2 separate regions of the Ovis aries genome follow, and region 2 is linked to region 1. Evidence: chromatin contacts called from public Hi-C data. All regions are on one chromosome and are shown on one strand. The core of a region is the stretch at or near the end of the contact, and the rest is flanking DNA. Distances in the headings are between cores, read along the strand shown.

Evidence for each region. A called contact is a pair of places that touch in the nucleus more often than the background predicts.
Region 2: a Hi-C map of tail adipose tissue shows a contact between it and region 1, with 2.0 times the contacts expected there. The contact joins two enhancer-like sites. A contact is called at or near these places in 2 of 16 Hi-C or Micro-C datasets (liver and tail adipose tissue).

What each region holds. Positions count from the first base shown.
Region 1 is chr7:31,788,809-31,793,408 of ARS-UI_Ramb_v3.0, forward strand. No RefSeq gene overlaps it. Among named protein-coding and RNA genes, the nearest start is that of TRNAC-GCA, 5.9 kb to the left of the region's middle. Within about 2 kb of position 2,618, at least 30 of the 54 cell types and tissues checked have an H3K27ac peak or open chromatin away from gene starts, as enhancers often do. A contact at or near this core is called in tail adipose tissue, where this site is marked.
Region 2 is chr7:31,864,047-31,868,646 of ARS-UI_Ramb_v3.0, forward strand. No RefSeq gene overlaps it. Among named protein-coding and RNA genes, the nearest start is that of TRNAC-GCA, 81 kb to the left of the region's middle. Within about 2 kb of position 2,530, at least 42 of the 54 cell types and tissues checked have an H3K27ac peak or open chromatin away from gene starts, as enhancers often do. A contact at or near this core is called in tail adipose tissue, where this site is marked.

The sequences.
Region 1 (4,600 bases), core at 1,368-3,867:
CAGGAATCTCTATTCTGGTACATTGGTATATATGCATGTCTTCATGCCAGTACCACACTGTTTTAAATACCATAACTTTGTAGTAAGTCTTGACATCAGGAGTCCTTCAACTATGTTCAGTTGAGTTGAGTCCTTCAAGTACGTTATTCTTTTTCAAGACTGTTCTGGCTATTCACTGTACCTTGAAATTCCACATGAATTTCAGGATGAGTCTTTAAATATTTTTACTCTTAAAAGAAAATCATTCACTGGGGTTTTGTTAGGGGTTTCAATGAAGTTATGAATGGCATTTTCTTATAATGCCTTTGTCTGGCTTTTTGATATCAGAAAAAAACTGGCCTCATAGAATGAGTTAGGACTTTTCTCTCCTCTTCAATTTTTGGAAAAGTTTGAGAAGGATTAGTATTCATTCTTCTTCAAGTATTTGTTAAAATTCAACAGTGAAGCCATCAGGTCCAGGCCTCTTCCTTTTTGGGAGATTTTTGATTACTGATTCAGTCTCCTTACTTGTTAAAGATCTGTTCTAAGAACAGGTTTTTTATTTCTTTATGATTCAGTCTTGATAGGTTTTATGTTTCTAGAACTTGCCCATTTCATCCAGGCTATCCAATTTGTTGACATACAATTGTTAATAGTATCCTCTTATAATACTTTTTATTTCCGTAGCATCAGTGGTAATATCAGTAGTTATCTGATTCCTTTTTTTTTAGTCATCTAACTAAAAGTTCATCAATTTTACTGACCTTTCTAAAGAACTAACTTTTTATTTCATTGATTTTTCTCTATTTTTCTATTCCCTAATTAATTTATCTCTGTTCTAATCTTAATCTGAACCTGAGTCTGCACGTCACATATCAGCTGGCCCACCCAGCTTCCCGGTCATACTGAAGTTTGAAAAATGGCTTTCTACAGAGGAAAGTTCCATAACATGTCCCTTGAAAGCCCCCACCAGACTGGCATTAATCCATACTCAGCCACAAGAAGCTGTTCCAATCTGAAATCCCAGATATATTAATGTTTACAGGTGTAGGAGCCAGGCCAGTTATGGAAAAGAGTAAAAGAGAGAGATGGGTTTCCCAGGTGGCTCAGTGGTAAAGAATCCACCTGCCAATGCAGGAGATGCAAGAAACTCAGGTTCGATCCCTGGGATGCAAAGATCCTCTGGAGTAGGAAATGGCAACCCACTCCAGTATTCCTGTCTGAGAAATCCTATGGACAGACGAGGCTGGTGGGCTACAGTCCATGGGGCGGCAAAGAGCTGGACACAACTGTACAACTGTGCATACATGCAAAGGGGATATATAAAGGCAATGGTGACTGGTGGGTGGCAAGGACTGTTCAATACATTTCCTATCACTTTAATAGTTCATCGAAGAGAGGAATGTTAGCATATCCTGATTTTTTTCTTGACTCCCTGAAATTTCTACAATCACAACTCCCCATTTTAAGTGTTAGTAAAACTTTTTCTCTTTGGAGTTGGGAGACTAAACAAAGAAAAAGACTGGAAGGGTGATCTATTAGGAGCTAAATGGGGCTAGTTCTTTATAAACAACTGCTTTCCCTACCTTTATCTGTTAGACCCCAATCCCAACATACACATACAAGTCAATTTGGAAATGAAGAAAACCCCTCAGGGAGGAGCAGGCTTGCCCTTCTCCAGGGATCTTGGTGCCAGCACACAGGAAAGGCCACTATGGAGGTACAAATCTTTCTCCTCTCTTTGCCAGCCACTCCCACCCTGCTTGCAGGACTTAAAGCTGCAGTCAGTAGAACTGCTCTGTATTCTTCTCCCCTCTTCATTCTACCATAAGAGTCAGGAGAGGAGCTGCACCTCATGTTCTCAACCAGGAGGCAAACCACTGTGGTTTGGTAAAAATTTTTTGTACCCCACCACCAAATTTTATGTCTCCTCCTCTCCTCTGATTCAGTCTGCCCCTCTTGGGTAATAAAGGTCAGAAAGTTGCCTCAGAACAGACCCTGGTGTTTCTTATAGAGTCCAAATTGGCACCATCCACTTTAGAGTCCAGTGGCTAATCCCAAACTAGGGGTCTAATTCCCACTCTCCCTGATACGAATCTGCTCTGTGAATCTTTCCTGTCATCCTCCTGCAAGTTCAGTCACTTTGTGGAAGCACAGACTCCTGAGAGCCCAGCACTGTATAACACTGCTGCAAAAAATATCCCTATCACTATGCTGTTCTGCGATGACTCAGAAGAGATGAAATGGGAGAGAAGATCCTAAAATCATGTTGCCAGAGGCACAGTGCTGGCCTGTTACGCAAGCCAAAGATGTCTGTATCCACTTTATCCACACGGTGGTGCTAGCCTCAAAAGGATTACCCCAAAAGGAAATGAAACAGTTCCCAGTTCCCTCTCATTAATGACAGAGCTGTACACAGTGCTCACAGCATTACTCGTGGAAGAAGACTATATATTAATCCTGCAAATAAGCATGTAAAATAAACGAGTTTGTCCTCATCCTTATCCTCAACCTACTTCCCAGGGGGAATAAAAGAAATCAAATCACTGTTCTGTTTTTTTTTCCTCAACTCACTGATTCAATCTTAACCGACCCTGGGGCAAAAGAATGACTCATGCTGAGCTGTTGGATGTGTACAATCCTGGCATAGAACCTTATTATTCCTGAGAGGGAGCTGGGGTAGAGAGCTGGTCAACTAGCCATCTAAGGCGCTCGCTCATTGGATTCTTGTTAAGTGCTGCTGGCAGTCTAAGAAGATGGGAACAGCAGACATTTCACTGCTTTCACTGAATAAAACTTGGTGGGTTTAATGTGGGTGCCTTCTAGAAAAATGGCCAGAGAAGAACAGAAAGTCTGGTTTGGGCTTCTAAACCTCAAAGTATCCCCTCCACCTGCCATAAGACCAAGTCTCACCAGCTGCCTCTTCTATTTGTGCAATCTAAATCTTCACTTAAATGTTTTAAAAGCTCAGGGGGATCTTATTAAGCATGCAAAATAGCACTTAGGCAACGTATATGATGCCAGTTACTAGGTGCATACACGAACAACCTTCAAAAGCACAGTGCCTATCAACAGCAGAAGCACCCTTTAAGGGAGAACTGACCCAAGTTGGTGAATGGTCCTCTGTAAGTCAGCCCATACCTGATGCTGATAGTGATAACAATGGCAACCATAGGCACAACGATGCAAGTCCAGATTATTTTCAGACCTGGCCCTGGACACTGACAGCTTGCTAATACCTGTGATCTGGGAGGTAACACAAAGTACCACTTATCATTGTGCCTATCTATCCCCCTCTGGCTGACTATGGACTTCTGACCCTTTTACATGTTTAAAATCCTCAATTATAGAAAAGAGCTATAAGAATATTACCCTATAATTTCATTCATAAAATATACATCTTAGTGGAGAAGGAAGGAAAGATCCTAGCAAAAGTGTCCGTTTGAATGAGATCATTAGATTGCCTGATTTACCCTTGAAATAGCAAGGAGCTGGATCCTAGGATCTCACGGCATATGAGACAAGTGTTGACAAAAGCTAAGAGTTCAGCAGTCATAGGTTCTGGGTCCAGTGACTTAGTCGAAGCAAGAATGAGTCTGGAATGAGTCTGGAAGGATTTCCCCATTTATCACAGATCAAACATAGCAAAGCGATGGCTCACAGGCCCATTCAACTTGAGTTGCATTTCATTTGACTCAAACTTTTTTTTTTTTCCTTCTCATTTTCATGTATTGTAAATTCTAGAGATGCCATCTAAAATTCTAGATTTGGGACTTCTCTTTAAAAAGTGAAAAGTTTTGTCGCCACTGGACAGAATTCTCATGTGACAGTAATTGCTCAAAGGTGAGAAATAAGAGCTGAGTCAACAGCATGTGGCCATTTGGTCACCGTAGTCCCCATCACCCTGATTGTGTCATACCTGATCTGGTTTACTCATCTGTGCCACCACACACCCCTCTAAGTCCTAACTGACCTTGCTTTCTGAGGGCGACACAGAAGAGAGAATCCCTGAAAGAAAGATGGCAATACCAACAGCGATAGGAGCTACCAAAAGACAGATGACTTTCTGGAAAAACAGAGTCAATCATACCTGACATAGCTAAAGCAAACACTCAGGAAAAAATATATAGCACAGCTCATACTGGGCTAAGTAGGAAAGCGTAGTGTTTCCAGGACTCAGAGCAGTGTAAGGAGGAAAGACAAATGAAAAACCGTATAATGTGATGAGAAAGTGTTTCTTAATCTCAGCTTTTGATTTATGAGGCAGCAAACCACAGACTTACCAATAAGTCATATGAACTTTAGAAATAGCCAAAGGCTCCCTGTGTGGCAAGGATGCAGCCTACGTGCTCACTTTCCTACAGCTCATGGATGAGGAGCAATGGAACTGAGCTGCAATCAGGGAACACTGGCTTAGGCTGAATATCAGGAACAAATCATGTTCTAGAATTATATACACATTAAACTCTGAGATAACCACACAGAATTATAAGTTGTTTGTGCTTAAGCAATTTGTGCACAAGTCTTAATTTATAAAGGTGACTGAGGAATGATACAGAAAGGTCCGTGTCACTGAGAAGAGCTTCCTGTTACAATTCCCCAGGAATGAGAGGCGCGTGGG
Region 2 (4,600 bases), core at 1,280-3,779, 75 kb after region 1:
TTCTGGCCTTCAATGTTCCATTTGGATCATTAATTATTTGGGAGAGTCAAGTAGGTTGATCCAAGTCATTCCCTATTAATGACCCAATCTGAAATAAGCATAAAACTGCTCTGAAATAAATACTGTAAATCGGAAGGAAACAAATACTCAATAATTTGGAGAAAATTCAGGAGTTCTGTAAAGTGAGGGACATTGCTACTGATGTTGTATATACCTTTTGTTCTATCAGAGAATCATTTTATATGTGGGGTCTGATGTGGGTTGTGCTGACTCATTGAAAAAGACCCTGATGCTGGGAAAGAGTGAAGGCAAAAGGAGAATGGGGTGGGAGAGGATGAGACACTTGGATAGCACCACTGACTCAATTGACATTCATTTGAACAAACTGCGGGAGATAGTAGAGGACAGAGGAGCCTGGCATACTACAGTCCATGGGGTCACCGAGTGGGACACAACTTAGTGACTGAACAACAAAAACAGTGCCCACCTGGCTAAATAGACAGGAAGGAACAATTTGAAGAGTTTCAACTCTCAGGGATGATATCCACATCAAGACAAAAATGCAACTCAGAATAATAGCCAAGCAGGGCCACATGATAAGAAATAAAGTTGAGGACAATTGTATGTTGGGCATTCTGTACCCTGACACAAACATCTTTAAACTGGACTTTATATTTCTCAACACCTAACTGTGTGTGTGTGTGTGTGTGTGTGTGTGTGTGTTTAGGAAGTTGAGGGAGTTGAGGGGAACATCCATTTGTTTATGTCAATGTCGCTTCAGTGGTGTTTCCTGCAGATACCTGGAGATGTATTTGAAATAGGATGTTCTCTACTGTCTCATTTATGAGCTTCCTCATTTTGGTGGAAAAAAGTTACTGGGTTTTATTGAATGGTGAAAAAGTCAGGTATTCAAGCCCTCATAGGGCTTGAACTCAAGTTATAGGCCTAAACAAAGCCCCAAATAACAAGAATCATGGAGCTATATTTAGATCAATATATAAGAAACATGATACTCATCATACATAGCCACTGTGTCTTACTGTCCCACATCCATGGGATGTTCAAAGAATGAATGAAGAATCAGCTATGCACACTCCTTGCAAATATAAAATGTGATTCAAGCTTGCCAGTACTAACCATCCACTCAGGGAAAAAGAATGCCTCCTCCACCTCAGTGCCCTGCTCTGCTTCGGTCACTTCAGGAAACATTTGCAGCATGTCTGTGCTCTCAAAATGTTTTCCTGCTCCTTCTTTCAAACTTCTACCTAGCCAAGGGTCCCCAATACCCACCAAACTTCTATTTCTTATTTACATAGTAAGTGACAGAAAATGGCATCAAGTTAGTATTAATTCTTTGTATTCCACGTATGTGTTGCCCACTCATGATGGTCAGGCAATGCTCTGGGGACAGGGGAGGCCAGAATAAAAGACAGGGTCCTGTCCTCAAGAAGGTATATTCTTAGTGGAAACTGACAGACTATTAGCCCCAGTTATAATTGGTGCAAAGTCAACAAAAAACTGTGATCCTTTTACATTGACGTTTACTGCAGATTCAGGCCCATACATCTTACACAAGTGCTCACCTCCAATTTAGAAAGAATCCTGCTAGCACCCAGAGCTTTATGGTAGCAGTTATCTGGCCTTTTGTTATTCATTTTAACAGATGAAAAATATTAAACTCAGGCTACCTGGGTCTTCCCAGGGCCACACAGTTGTCTCAATGGAGGAAACAGGGAAATCTTAGAGAATAATCCTAGCACTAAAATAGCAGTCGCATCCAAGAACGTCAACGTTTTCAGGTTACGTCGTTTTACATCTACATTTTATATTTTACTGTGACCAATTCTGGACCTGCGACATAGCCCACTACACCTCTGAGAAAATGGAAAACCGGGAGCAATGACCTCAAAAACAACTTCCTCCTTCAAACGCAATTTCTTGTCCGCCTAAACCTTTACAGCAGGGCAGGTGGTGTGAGTTTTACCAAAGAGTCTTTCAAAGCAGGAACGCTGGCCTGCAGGTCAGCCTGGATGTTGTTCAAACTGGGTTCCACCCACGGTGAAAACCAATCTGTTTATGGGTGCTTCTTTACGATGTTACAGAATGTCTGCGAGAGACGGGGCTCCAGTTCCCGCCTGCTCTCTAAGTCGCCCGCCCCACAAAGGTGCACACACTAACACGCTCGAGACAGAAAAAAAGCTGGATGGGCCTTCCCTCCTCCCCGGCCTGCAATGAAATGCGCTTTAATTGCATCAAAGGGCTCTTCTCAATGGGGTTTCAGAGCCGCGAGAGCAGCGTTCCCGGCGAGGGCTCCTTTCCGGCTTGCCAGCATTCCTCTGCTCGGCGAAGGGAAGGGGACGGGGCTCCTTCGGGAGGCCCGCAGGCTTATTTCCATTCCGCTCGCATACAGCCTCCGTTGTGCGATCTGGGCCTGCCGAGGGCAGCTTTGGCTGCCCGCGAACAAAGCCCCATTCATCGCCAGGGCCGGCTTCCTCCCGGCCGCGCGGCCGCAGATGGGCTGCGCCGGCACGCCATCCAGAGACCCGGGCGCGCGGCCCGCTTGGGCGCGCACAGGCCCGGATTCAGGAGGCCGGCTCTCGCCAGGGCCACCGCGGCTTCTATTTGGGCAGACTCTGCAGTGAGGATCTGCCGATCCCCGGTTCCACTTCAGGGCGCGGGATCAGCGGACACCGAGTCTTTTCAGCGTGGAAATTCTCAGTTTGCTCACGGCTCGTTCAGAACCGAGCTGTCAGTTTCCACGGCCCTCCCCGCCCCCACTCCCCCCGCCCCCGGCTCCGCCACCCCTGCCCCTCGGGATGGTACGGCCCAAAGTTCCCCGAGTTGTGAGAGGACTTTGTTTCTCGTCCGCGGCCTCTGAAATCCCGACGAAAGGGTCACTTCCTGACTTTTGTGTCTCTTCAGTCCAGCGCCCGGAACGTTCTTACCCTCTTGTTGTGACTGGAAGTACATCATTGCAGGCCTTCTCCGTTAACTTTTTTTCAGAACTTAAACATTCCTCTAGGCTGAAGTTTGGAACTATGGCTTCACAACAAAGACCACTGTTTCTCCTCCCCCGTCTCACCCCTGGCAAAAAGGAAAACAGAAAAGAAAACGCACTTGTTCACTACCCCTGTTTACAGCTGTGAAGCACATTTCCTCTGTCCCACACGTTAGACCAGCAACAGGTTAATGCCACGGAGAGCTCTAACGTCAAATAAAAGGGTTTCAAGCCTCTTTTCCCTTAATTCCCAGGCAGTTGGAGGGTGTGGAGTGGGAGGTGGGTGGGGGAGCTGGGGCTTGATTCCTAGTCCACAATCTAAAGCACAAACAGGCTCCAGAGCCACATTCCTATGGAGTAGATGAAACGATGGCAGAATCAAAGACCACCAGATATAGGAAGACTTATCAACTCTAATCCATTCATTTCACAGATAAGAGGCAGATAAGATCTGGGAGGGGAAATGAAGTGCCCACACTCAAAAGGAAGCTGGTTCATCTTAGTAAAAATTGCCCTCAATCAAACTTGCAAAATAACCCTAAAAATAATTTTCAACAAGAAAATTTCCAAGAAAAATTATTGTTCAAAAAGACATATTTGATGTCTTTTTTTCCCTGTGTATCAGAAAAGGCCTCCCTTGTGTTGGTGGAGGAAAGGTGAGAACCTGGGATTGAAATGAGGTTTAGAAGGGAATCTTCAAGTGTTTTCAGAAAGAATGCTCCCTGTGTTTTTTTTTTGCTCCCTGCATTTTGAATACTGCTGACCTCCCTCCTTAAAGTAAAATATTGCATCCTTGATGTGGTTTAAAAAACACAACAAAATAAAAACTCACCACTTTAAGACTTTTCCTCTTGCTGGAAAAAAACCTTCAGCATGTTCAAATGGTGATAGGGTTACTTTGCAGTGGTTGGTTGTGAAGGTACAAAGGAATCAGAATATGTGAGAGAGAGAGTGTGTGTGGGTGTACGCTTGTGGTGTTCCAGGCACCGTTCTAAGCACTTGACATTACCTCATTTGATCCTCACAGTAACCTCTGAGGTTTGCTATTAACCTTATTTGAATTTTACAGAAAAAGAAATCAAGGCTGAGAGAGTAACTTTAACAAGATCTCAAGGATGTTAAGTGTCCAAGCAGGGCAGTCTGTTGCCTGAACCTGATCTCTTGCACGCCAGGCTTTACTTAAACTTTATGCACAAACATGCAAGAATACACCCTGGGTACAGAGATCTGGAGTTGGGAGCCTCAGAAACTCTAGCCAGATGTAGGTCTTTGTGTTTCTGAAAGAGGTCACGCTATAGGCCTGAAGACTATGGGAGGAAGAAGCTGCTTCATCCAGTCCCACCTGGAAAGAAACCATTCGAGGATTTCCTAATGTAACACTGAAACTACCCTTTCAGGATACAAAATAGTGGAAGTTAATTGTCACTACCTATTCTGAGCAGCCTTGTTATTTTATCTTTTAAGTAATATTCTGTAAACTTACAAGAGTGTCTCAGTGTGCCGAGTCAAACAAAACTTGGGTTCAAGTCCAGATCTGCTATTTCCAAGAGATGAGACTTTGGAAAATTTATTATACCATAAACCTCAGTTTCCTCATCTGTA